2 separate regions of the Oryctolagus cuniculus genome follow, and region 1 is linked to region 2. Evidence: chromatin contacts called from public Hi-C data. All regions are on one chromosome and are shown on one strand. Each heading gives the region's core, a stretch centred on a gene start, on an enhancer-like site or on the middle of the called end of the contact. The rest is flanking DNA. Distances are from core to core; before and after follow the strand shown. Region 1 holds the start of RTRAF (RNA transcription, translation and transport factor). Region 2 has its middle 52 kb from the start of NID2.

Region 1 (6,194 bases), core at 571-3,070, 140 kb after region 2:
TTCCCGTCCCGGCCTGGGTTCAGATTCTGGGTTCTATGGTTACGCGGATCTGGGGACACCACCTATAGTCTCTGTGCTCCAGAGTCTTCCACCTACTCCATGGGCTAATAATATTAGCACGTATCTGGCATCGCCGGGAAGCTTATGTGAAGACGAACAAAGTGTCTAGCATAGAGCTGCGCTGTTTTAATGTTATTAATATTCCGGTTCCTTTCAGGGGGAGACGAGACTACTTAAGGCTTAATTTTTGCCACAGAATTAATAAGGAAAAATGAAATAAGGAATAACAGATCAAATGACAAAACTTAGGGAAGACAGCAGGTATCACGGAAGGTTACTCCCACATTAAGGGCACCTCGTACACGATTTCAGCCCACCCCCTTTCAACACACCCTTATGATACGGGTAATAGCCCCATTTCACAGACGAGCAAACTGGGGCGCAAAGGTTCACACCCACATTTGAGCTACAGCGCCACGGACCCTTGTCCACTAAGTAAAAGGCAAAGTGGAAAAACACACCACTACCGTTTGCTACGCTTCTACGCAAGACGGAAAAAACCAGCACGTAGTCGGCTCGGAAATCGGTTTCAGCAGGCCGCCTGCGGTGCTCTGAGCGCCGCGCCGCAAGCTGGACTCGGGGGTCCCTCTCGGAGGCCAGCAGGAACACGACTTTGTAAAGACTTCAACGCAGGAACATCCCCCAACACTCCGGTGTTCGCGACGCAGCCTGCCCGCTTAGGGGCTACTTCACTTCCGTGCACGCCCCGTGCGACCCCCCGAGCCCGCGCCCCCCGCCCCGCCCGGGCCTCAGCGCCTGCTCTCTGCGGCTGCTCCCTGGGCCGGGCCTCCCACTCCTGGAGCTCGGCTGCTGCAGCCCGTGACCCCCTCTGCACCCTCCCCAGAACCCAGCGCGCCGCGGGCCCCCAGCAGGTGCCCCAGGTACAGCCTAACGACCCCCGCTTAAGTGAGAAAACAACGAAAGCCTCCCGTTGGGTGTGCCAAGGCCGGGTGGCGGCAGCAGTTTAGCAAGTGCAGAAAGTGTCGGCGCCGAGGCAGGGCCGGGAGAGGGGGCTCCTTAGCCCGGGGAGCGGCCCCGGGGCACCCAGGGGCAGCCAAGGCCGCCGAGGGTCCCGGTGAGGAGGCAGGGTGGGGACGCTCGGGGAGGGACCGCCGCCGGCCCCGGGCCGCCGCCTCACCTTTGCAGTTGAAGCCAGAAGGGTTGTGGTAGTCCAGAGCCGTCAGCTTGCGTCGGAACATGGTCCCCGCTTCTCGCTCTGGTCCCCCGGGCCTCAGCCGGGAGAAGAGAAGCGAGGAGAAGCAGGCGGCGCAGGCACCGGCGACGCGGCGAGAGGGCGGGCGGGCGCGGCGACGCTACGGAGTGACGGCGGCCTTGGCCAATCGGAGCTTCAGAACGGCGGCCGCCGGCAAGCGCCTACCAATGGGAGCTCCGGGTGAGGAGGCGGGGCCACGTCCGGGCACGTCGACGCTCAAATTAACTTTATTGTCCGCTTCCTAGTCGCACAAAAGGCCGACAGGAGCCGGCCAGGCAGTTTCCTCTGGCTTTCCACCGCGGCGTGTAGAGCGTGAGACATGTAGGCTGTCCGCTGCTGTCGTACGTAGCAGCGCTCACTGGATCACAGAACTGCCCATTAGGATTTTGGCTGCATTCATTCATGCGTGCATTGCTCTTCCCACATACGAGGTGTTCTTGTAGCACTGTTAATACATTGCAAAACAAAGGTTAGTTGGTGGTCGATCCACAGGGAAACGTAGAAGTATAAAAGCGTGTGCACATTCCAGCTTTCGCCAGCCGCTGAGTGAGGTCAGAACGAGGAAGTCATCGTTAGGTGCCCTCAGTCACAGCACCGCGTGGATCACCACTTCCTGCAAACTCAGATCCTCCTGTGCCCCGTGAACCTCACTGATGTCGCCTCACATCGGGCTCCCGTCACTCCTGCTTACTCTGAGGGATTTCTGAGGGCCAGTCTTGCCTTCTGCAATCACAGCGAGAAGCATGATTTTCTAAAACACAACTGCCCATAGCCTCTTCGGCTAGGTATCTCTTAACGGGTGCCACTGCCTTCTAGAACCAATAAAATGTTCTTACTGTATTGACGAAGCTTCCTGAGCCTGTCCTTCCCTGCTTTTCAGACACTGGGGAGGACGCACTGGGCTAGGCAGAGCTGGCCCCTACTTATGGAGTTTACAACATTAAGCAGATGACCTGAGTGTGACCCACAGCTTGAAATTGGTGAGGAGTTCACCTTGCTGGCAAAACAGGAACTCCCTTTGAGGGCAGTAGATGGGTAAGGGCAAGCAATGAGTGACAGCTGGCTGGGGGAGGATGCAGCTTACGGGGGCTGGGCGGAAGCCTTGAGGACCAGCAAGGGCTCTGATCAAGAAGGGCTTCATGACAGCTACGCTGAGATGCTGAAGTTCTCGGGGGTAAGCCAACCCTGGATGGTTCATTTTATTTCAAGATATTAACTCGACACCATGTTCGCATCGATGGGACACAGGAATGAGTAAACTCTGTTTTCGGGAAGTTTAAGCAGAATAACCAACATATGTGTGTGAATAAATACTTATAATCTAGAGTTAGAAAGTGTTAAGCGAATTATAAGGCCACTGTATACTTACTTAGGGAATGAATCAAGAAAATGAGTTCACAAGTGGTTTGCTTCCAACAAAATCTGGTCAAAGATGAAGCTATACTCAGGCACATACTAGCTGTGTAAGTATTGAAATATTAGTGGAAAATAAAAAAAAAACATCAATGAAGGGAAACTAAGGGAGGAAAAAAACATGCGTGCAATTGCAGATAATGCAATTAGCAGTATGAGGGAAGGGAACAGCTGACTTGCTTGAGCTTGTAGGGCTGCTCCAGGGAGCTTATTTTGCAACACTGCTCAGAGGCCAGACCACCGGTCAGTGCAGAAAAGCAACATGAAATCAGCCTGAGTCACGGTGTATGGAAAGTATGCTGCCTGAGCAGCAGGAGAGTCCTTCCTCCCTTCTGGGTGCGGGTCCGCTGAGAAGCCCTGCTCTGAAAGGCCAGGCCAACTGCTCCTCAGCAAGCCAGCTTCTCGAGGGTGCTCTCCCTTCCCCGTCGCCTTGACGTGTTCCAGTAAATAAAGCTTTCCTCCCAGCCACTGCCACTTGAGGCTGGTTATTCGGCAACACCGAAGCCAAGAGACCCCTTTTGTCCATGCTAATATTCTTGCCACTGGTTTCTGGAATTGCCTCTAATGAAAACAACTGTGCTGTAAAAGGTTGAGCATCCGCCTGTGGCACCAGCATCCCATATGGGCACCAGTATGTGTCCCAGCTGCTCCTCTTCTGATCCAGCTCTCTGCTGTGGCTTGGGAAAGCAGTTGAAGATGGCCCAAGGGCTTGGGCCCCTGCACGTATGTGGGAGACCCGGAGGAAGCTCCTGGCTTGAACCAATGGATGGAAGATCTCTCTCCCTCTCCCCCACTCTTTAACTCTGCATTTCCTAAATAAATAAAATAAATCTTAAAATAAAAGTGTGTGAGGTTCATTAAAAATTTCAATTTTTTAAATTCAAAATCCATTTTTCCCCTCTGCATTTGAAGGTCCTTTGGCCCACCCTGAATGAAGTATCCAATGGGAACTGAATCTTAGACAATCCCCTTTCCGAAGACCACGGCCTCTATGTATGTAACTGTCACGTGACCTGCACTCCGATGTCAGGGCTGATCTGGGCATTGCTGGGCCTGCGACTTACCGGTTGGCCCATTCAGCAGCATGTTCCAGAGTTGGCTGAATGCCACGCAGTCTTTAAGGAGCTCCAGAGGCATCTGTGAACTTGTGCGGGGCAATCCCTGCCTGGGGGAAGTCACCATCTGTCAAGGGAAGACAGACAACACAATAGTAAATAAACAAACTGCTATTTTAGAAGGTGCTAGGTCTGATGGGAAAATCACAAGGGAGAGATGGCAGTGGGAGCTGATGCAAGTTGCAGTTCTAGCTCAGGGGTCAGGTTAGGCATCACTGAGATGGCTCAATGTGAAGTCAGGCTTGAAGGAGGTAAGGGACTTGGCCACATGGACATCTGGGTGAAGAGAGTTTAAGATAAAACTCTCAGTGCCAATATTAGAATGGTCTTAATATTTTTAAATGTTTGGAAAAAAATCAAAAGAAGAATATTTCATTGTGGTGGAATGAGAAGGCCATGCCAAGATGGCCGCTGGCAATGGAAACTGCCTGGCAACAGGCTGCGATTGGATGGCTTCGGAAACCACATGACAACAGAGCCTGACTGACAACAGGCTGTGATTGGATGGCTTCAGAAACTGCCTGGCAACAGGCTGTGATTGGTTAGGGCATAGACCGCCCCTCGACTGGATTGGCTGCCTTGGCTATATAAGCTGCTGAACCAACTGAAATAAATGAGTCTGCAGGCTGCTCACCTCTGGCCTGCTTTCACCTGGCTCCCAGGGTCTGTGTGGTGACTCTGCAGCTCTTGCCCCCACCACACTCCTTCTCTCAGAACGAATCCACCTCAACATTTAAAAATAGGAAAATTATATGGAATTCAATTTTCAATGTTCATAAATAAAATTGTATTGGGACCCAGCCATGCTGATTTGATGACTGGCTGCTTTGGTGAGACAAGGGCCGAGTTGAACAGATATGATGCAGGCCAGATGGCTCACAAAACCCAAAATATTTGCAAGGTGTATATGGTTTCAGACACGTAGAGGTGGCAATTTCAATATCATTCCCAGGACAAAACATTTAAGAAAATCAACCAATCCAAGGCACAAGTTGATCTTTGAAGGTTATTATCACAATTTGCAGTATTTCTTGAAGTCTTAGCAGTTTTCCTAGACTCCTTTATTCAAATTATTCTTCCAAAGACAGTGAACAGAGCAAGCTGGTAATAGGATTATCCACAAATTTCCTGCCATTACATAGAAAAACAAGTTTTGCATTCTAACGAATATTATCAATTGAACATCCCATACACTCAGATTTGTTTGAAAAGTTGTGTGGTGCAGAAAAGTCTCTTCTCTTTCCTGTCTGAGACATTTTTAAAATAAAAGCTTATATATTTGAAAGGCAGTGTTAACAAAGAGAGAGAGAGATCTTCCATCCACTGGTTCACTTCCCAAATAGCTGTAGGAGCCGAGACTGGGCCAGGCTGAAGCCAGGAGCCTAGAACTCCATCTGGGTCTCTCACATGGGTGCAGGGGTCCTAGCACTTGGGCCATCCTCTGCTGCTTTCTCAGGCACATCAGCAGGGAGATGGATTGGAAGTGGGGCAGCCAGGAATTGAACCAGAACTTATATGGGATGGCCGTGGTGTGAGCAGCGGCTTAACCCACTGTGCCACAACACCGGCCCCGCTGAGGCCCTTCTTGCTAAACATGAAGACTGGCTGTGACTGAAGGTCAGGCTCTGGAGCCCCATGACTTAGCAAACAGCAGGCGGTGCACCTCAGTTTTGAGGGTAGAGTGAATAGGAGTGAAGAGGACAATGAGGACTCGAACGAGGGGCATACAGCTTCCACCTTCCACATCTGACACTGCAGGGCGAGAGCTCGCCTAAGAGTGCAAACACAACCAGGCCAAAGAGGCAGAGACAGGCCATTCTTCCCAACATCGTACAAGGGGCTCGACCCCACTTCTCAGATGCCTAAGCCAATCCATTCAGTGCTGTGCTTGAGCCTGGGACAGCTGGAGTTTGGCTCTCCTAACTCAAAGAGTCCTAATGGGAGGAAAGAAGCCGAGAGATGGAGTAGGAAAGATCCTCAGAATTGGTGGGAATCGACATAAGGTGAGCAGGAGACAAAGACACTGACAGTGACCTCTTGAGGGTCACAAAATCAGAGGCAGGGTGAAGAATGGATCGAGGGGCTGGGGCTGAGGCCCAGTGAGCTAAGCCACCACTTGTGAACCTGCCATCCCACAGCAGAGTGCCAGTTCCAGTTCCAGCTGCTCTGTTTCCAGTCCAGCTCCCTGTTGATAGCCATGGGAAGGAAATGGAGGAAGACCCACACACGGGGGCCCCTGGCCACCCATGTACCCTTGTGAGAAGTCAGCATGGAGTTCCTGGCTCTCAGCTTCAGCCTGGCCCAACCCTGGTGCAGCCCTTTTGGGGAGTGAACCAGCAAACAAAGATTTCTCCGTCTCATTGTCTTCCTGTCACTTTACCTTTCCAACAGGT
Region 2 (5,789 bases), core at 2,783-5,282:
CTCCAGCTTCCTGCTGGTGTGCACCTTGGGAGGCTATGATGATGGCTCAAGTAATTGGGTTCCTGCCATTGACATGGGAGACCAGATTGTTGGGCCAGGCCCAGCCCCAGCCTCCAGGAGCATTTGAGGAGTGAAGGGAGCATGTGCACTTGCTCATTCTCTTGCTCTCTCTCTCACTCTCTCACTCTCCCTCTGTCTCCCTGCTTCTCAAACAAATAAAATAAAATAAACCTGAATCTTATCAAGTCAGTAGGTTTAACTACCAGTTTGTAGAAAATAAGAGGAAAGGAAGAAAATTTTAAACAAGACCATGAAGATACAATAAAACAAATCTTGAAGGAGATAGTCTTACAAGCTGAACGTTTCTCCAAAAAGTAATGGTATTTAAAAAAATAGAGGGATGATTTTTTTTCCTGTTTGCCTATGCTTTATTTCCAGAGTCAAAAGTTATAAATAGTAGAGCTTTATGCCTTAACCATCTCATTGTGAAAATTTAAATTTGGTTCTTTTTTTTAAGGTTTTTATTTAATGAGTACAAATTTCATATGTACAACTTTTAGGAATATACCGTTTCTTCTCCCCATTCCTGCCTTCCCACCCTCACTCCCATCCCACCTCCTACTCCCTCTCCCATTCCATTTTTCATTAAGATTCATTTTTTAAATTTATTTGACAGATAGAGTTAGACAATAAGGGAGAGAGACAGAGAGAAAGGTCTTCCTTCCATTGGTTCACTCCCCAAATGGCCGCCACGGCCAGAGCTATGCCGATCCGAAACCAGGAGCCAGGTGATTCTTCCTGGTCTCCCACATGGGTGCAGGTGCCCAAGCACTTGGGCCATCCTCCACTGCCTTCCCGGGCCACAGCAGAGAGCTGGACTAGAAGAGGAGCAACTGGGACTAGTACCCGGTGCCCATATGGGATGCTGGTGCTGCAGACCAAGGATTAACCAAGTGAGCCATGGTGCCAACCCCTAAGATTCATTTTTAATTGACTTTATATACAGCAGACCAACCATATATTAAGTAGAGATTTCCACTGTTTGCACCCACACAGACTCACAAAGTATAAAGTACTGTTTGAAGAAAGGTTTTACCATTAATTTTCATAGTACACCTCATTAAGGACAGAGGTCCAACATGGGGAGTAAGTGCACAGTGACTCCTGTTGTTGATTTAACAATTAACACTCTTGTTTTTGACATCAGTGATACCTGAGGCTCTTGACATGAGCTGCCAAGGCTATGGAAGCCTTTTGAGTCCACAAACTCCGTCAGTATTTATACAGGGCCATATGCAAAGTGGAAGTTCTCCCCTCCCTTCAGAGAAAAGTACATCCTTCTTTGATAGCCCCTGGTTTCCACTGGGGTCTCACTCACAGAGATCCTTCATGTAGGTTACTTTGCCACAGTGTCTTGGCTTTCCGTGCCTGAAATGCTCTCATGGGCTTTTCAGCCAGATCCAAATGCCTTAAGGGCTGATTCTGAGGTCAGAGTGCTGTTTAGGGCATTTGCCATTCTATGAGTCTTCTGTGTGGGCTACTTCCCATGTTGGATCATTCTCCCTTTTTTAATTCTATCTATTGTTATTACCAGACACTTGGTCTAATTTATGTGATCCCTTTGACACTTAATCCTATCTTTATGATCAGTTACACACTTAATATAATCATTTTAACATGTAAGATGGCATTAGTACCTGACAACTTAATGGAATTTGGAATCCTATGGCAAATTTTTAGCTTTACCCTTAAGTGTAAGTCTTTGGAAACATATACTAAACTGTACATCTCCTCCCTCTCTTATTCCCACTCTTATTTTTTTACAGGGATCAATTTTCAATTGGATTTAAACACTGAAGAATAATTCTATATTAAGTAAAGAGTTCAACCAATGGTATTAAGTAGAAAAAGAAAAATACTAAAAAGAATTAAATAGTAAGCTGTTCCTCCACAGCCAGGACAAGTGCTGATTAAGCCATTGCTTCTCATAGTGTCAATTTCACTTCTACAGGTTTCCTTTTAGGTGCTCAGTTAGATGTCACAGATCAGGGAGAACATATGATATCTGTCCCTTTGGGACTGACTTATTTCACTCAATATGATGTTTTCCAGATTCCTTCATTTTGTTGCATATGACCAGATTTCATTTTTTTTACCACTGTGTAGTATTCCTTAGAGTGCATATGAGAAATGAATTTTTAGAGACTCAAAAATGCTTAAGAGATGTAAACAACCAAATCCAGTGTGGGCCTTGTTTAGGTCCTGATTTGAACAAACATATAAATCACACCTTTGATAAAAATCAGGTAAATTTTAATATAGACTTAGTACTTAATTATATAAAGGAATTATTTTAAATCACATTACTGTCATTGTGGCATGACTGTCATTTTGAAAAACTTGTTTAAAATTTCTTTTTAAAGATATATTTATATCTTTAAAGGCAGAGTTACAGAGAGAGGTCTTCCATCCTCAAATGGCTGCAACAGGCAGAGCTGAACCAATCAGGAGCCAGGAGCTTCCTCTGAGTCTCCCAAGAGGGTGCAGAGCCCCAAGGACCTGGGCCATTCTCTGCTGCTTTCCAAGGCGCATTAATAGGGAGCTGGATCAAGAGTGGAGCAGCTGGGACTCAAACTAATGCCCATATGGGATGCCAGCACTGTAGGCCAGGGCTTTAACCTGCTGTGCCACAGTGCCCAGTCCCCAAAAAATGTCTTATCAGTAAAAAGTGGACACACACGAAGTACTAACAGGTGAATTAATATGGTGTTGTGGATTTGCTTTACTGTGCTCCAATGGTGGGAGAAAGGAACGGAGAGATGGAGGGAAAAAGTGAGGAGAATAGATTTTTAAATGGTAAACTGCTAACTAATTGTTCAAACAGGTTCACTATGTTATTTCTACTTCTGTCTTAGTTTGAGAATATATAATTAGTATATCATTAACATTTTTCAAAAATGAAAAGACAAACTTTTGGTGAATAATTGAAATCTCAACGATCTTTAAATAAGCATAGGTTCAACTCATTGGGAAAAAAATCGTGGAAAACATAGGTAAAGAAAATAAAAGTAATTGGATATTACTGAAGAAAATTTAAGCCAGCCAAATAATCTGATGAGTTGCCCATTTTTTATGGCTCCATTTCTCTCCATCTTGTCACTACCAATTTTCTAGAACCTTCTCTTCAAAATGATTCTGGTAACATGCAGACAACTCATAAATTTTAAGTTTTTTTTTTTTTTTTTTGACAGGCAGAGTGGACAGTGAGAGAGAGAGACAGAGAGAAAGCTCTTCCTTTGCTGTTGGTTCACCCTCCAATGGCCACCGCGGCCGGCACACCGCGCTTGATCCAAAGGCAGGAGCCAGGTGCTTCTCCTGGTCTCCCATGGGGTGCAGGGCCCAAGCACTTGGGCCATTCTCCACTGCACTCCCTGGCCACAGCAGAGAGCTGGACTGGAAGAGGAGCAACCGGGACAGAATCCAGCGCCCTGACCGGGACTAGAACCCGGTGTGCCGGCACCGCAGGCAGAGGATTAGCCTATTGAGCTGTGGCACTGGCCTAGATGTCCCTTCTGATTGTATTTTGAAATGTCATCACCCTCTACCATACCATGATGAAATTTCCCCATGATAAATATAATTTCATAGAATTTCAGTTTGCTGAACATAGTCTTATGTTGTATTTATTTTCCCTGAAGTCACCAAAAACGGCACCCAGCTTGTGTCTGAATCACAATTTGTGTTAGGACACAACTTACTCCTTCCAAGCTGGGTGCATTCTTCTCCACTGGGGGATCCTGCCTTTGTCATTCCATCCCTGGTGCCAAACCAGGGGCCTGCTTTTCTCCCAAGCCATTTACTTACTACGAGGAATATAGGCAGAACTGGATTTTTCAGCTTCTGAAAACTAGCCCATTTCACAACACAACTAACAACTAGCTGATTCAGGAACTGAGGCGTTCCCGGTACAGACTACTCCTTCTCTTCCGAGGCTAGGGCTTGGGGAATAAATGAGCCTTGTGCTCTGCCCTCAAGGTCAACAGCTTGAATGTGGCCTTGTGTGTGCTGTGAATGTACGGTGCATGACATCATGCTTATTCAGTGGCTTTTCCAACCACCGGTCTCACTAACGACTGAGGCTTCTCTCTTTAGAAGGTGCTCCTCTTTGACTTTTGAGATGTTTTGAGTCTCCTGGGCCTTCCACCTTCTTGTCTCTCTTAGTCATAGATCTTTTTCCTCCTGACTTGTCCCTTCTTCTCTCCCTTCTCCTCTTCTCCTTTTCTCTGGTCCTCTCCCCTGTTTTTCTTCCCCTCATCTCTTCTTTCTTTTCCATTCTCCATGCGTAAAACTCACAGAGACACCTGACCTGCACCCGCACCTGCAGGTGGGTCACGTAAAGCCTCTTCTTGCACTCAACATCCAAACCTGCACCTCCAACACACTACTGGGTATTTATAATTACCAAGTCCCATCATCAAATTGAAAATGAAATGTAAAATCTCTCGAAGCAGTTCCCTCCCACCGTCTTTGACTTTGCGAATGCCGTCTCTAATTTCCTGGCCCCCCAGACTCGGCAGCTTGTAGTTGTCTTTGACTCTTTCCTTAACCGCTCTGTGGAGTCTTGAAACATGCTCTGTTCCTGCAGTCTTTGAAACGCATCCTTCACCCCTGCCCCCGCCATTTCTGCCATCACCATGGTGTACTGGACCCTTGTGAGGGTGAATTATAATAATGGGCCCCTTTGTGTGCCTGCTTCTGTTCATTTTTTCTGCTGGGGTGTTCTGGGTCTGCTTTCACCCAACATGACACCCAGACATTGATTTACTCATATCATGCTTAAAACTTTATCTCTAACGCAACCTTCTCTGCAGGAACCCAGCTCTGCAGGCTGGCCTTGAGAGCCTCTATAGTCATTTCTGCCTGCTATGCCCAAGTTCCTCTCCTCCTGCGACAATTTCTCCCTAACTGTGTGCACAGCTTCCATGCCCTGCCAGAACTTTTTCTTGCACTTTCATTCCCATTGAGGGTGCCATATTGTCTCTTCTTCACCTCCCTATGACCCTGCAATTTTCCGAGTCCATATGAAAGCCCTCTTCTTTCAGAAGGGATTTGTGGATGAAATGACTAGATGTCTGGTTTTGATTTAAAATAATCTAGTGGGCAGAGGGAAAGTGTGTGGGAGGTAGAAATGCGACAGCTGTAGCCACATGTTGATGTGTTAGAAATATAATCATTTATTATCCTATTATCTCTCCTCTTGTGTATGCTTGAAATCTTCCATGATAAAAAGTTTAAAGCTAAAAATGAAATGGCAGAAGCTCGCAACATGGTTCTGAACCGTGAGGTCCAGTATGTGCCGGACTCCTTGAGAGCTGGGGAGAATTCCCACCAAATGGCAAGCTGGTACCCAGAATGGCTGCTGGGGAAAAAGAGGCTGTAGACCACGTAATTTTCTCTAAAACTGTCCCTCCGAGGATAAGGATTAGGCCTCTTCTGGTTTTTTGCTGGATCTGATGGATGGATTATCTCTGGCCCTCCATAGTATTTGCTGAATGAATTTATCGAATGAATAGATAATCTGCAAGTCACAATCATGCAAATCCATTCTTGGGGAGGAGGAGGATGGCTGTGTCTCTGCTGGGCTCTGTGCTTGTTCATGGAATACCACCCAAGGCCCCGTAAAGACCGCTCTGAGGTCCTAAAGGTTGCATCATGTGGGCTCACGTTCTACGTGAAGAGCGCCACAGCCCTGCCTTCCTGGGCTCATGCCCTAGCGAGGGAGAGAAAAC

The links. Hi-C and Micro-C count contacts between places; a contact is called where the count stands out from the background.
Region 1: a Hi-C map of embryonic fibroblasts shows a contact between it and region 2, with 2.3 times the contacts expected there. The contact joins the promoter of RTRAF here to the enhancer-like site in region 2. A contact is called at or near these places in 3 of 6 Hi-C or Micro-C datasets (embryonic fibroblasts, skin fibroblasts and an unstated tissue).

Annotation. Positions count from the first base shown.
Region 1 is chr12:24,286,294-24,292,487 of mOryCun1.1, forward strand. RTRAF (RNA transcription, translation and transport factor) reads right to left here and starts at 1,821. Exons shown (of 8, transcript XM_002718245.5): 1 at 1,199-1,821. The coding sequence starts at 1,259.
Region 2 is chr12:24,145,024-24,150,812 of mOryCun1.1, forward strand. No RefSeq gene overlaps it. Among named protein-coding and RNA genes, the nearest start is that of NID2, 52 kb to the right of the region's middle. Within about 2 kb of position 4,033, at least 1 of the 8 cell types and tissues checked has an H3K27ac peak or open chromatin away from gene starts, as enhancers often do.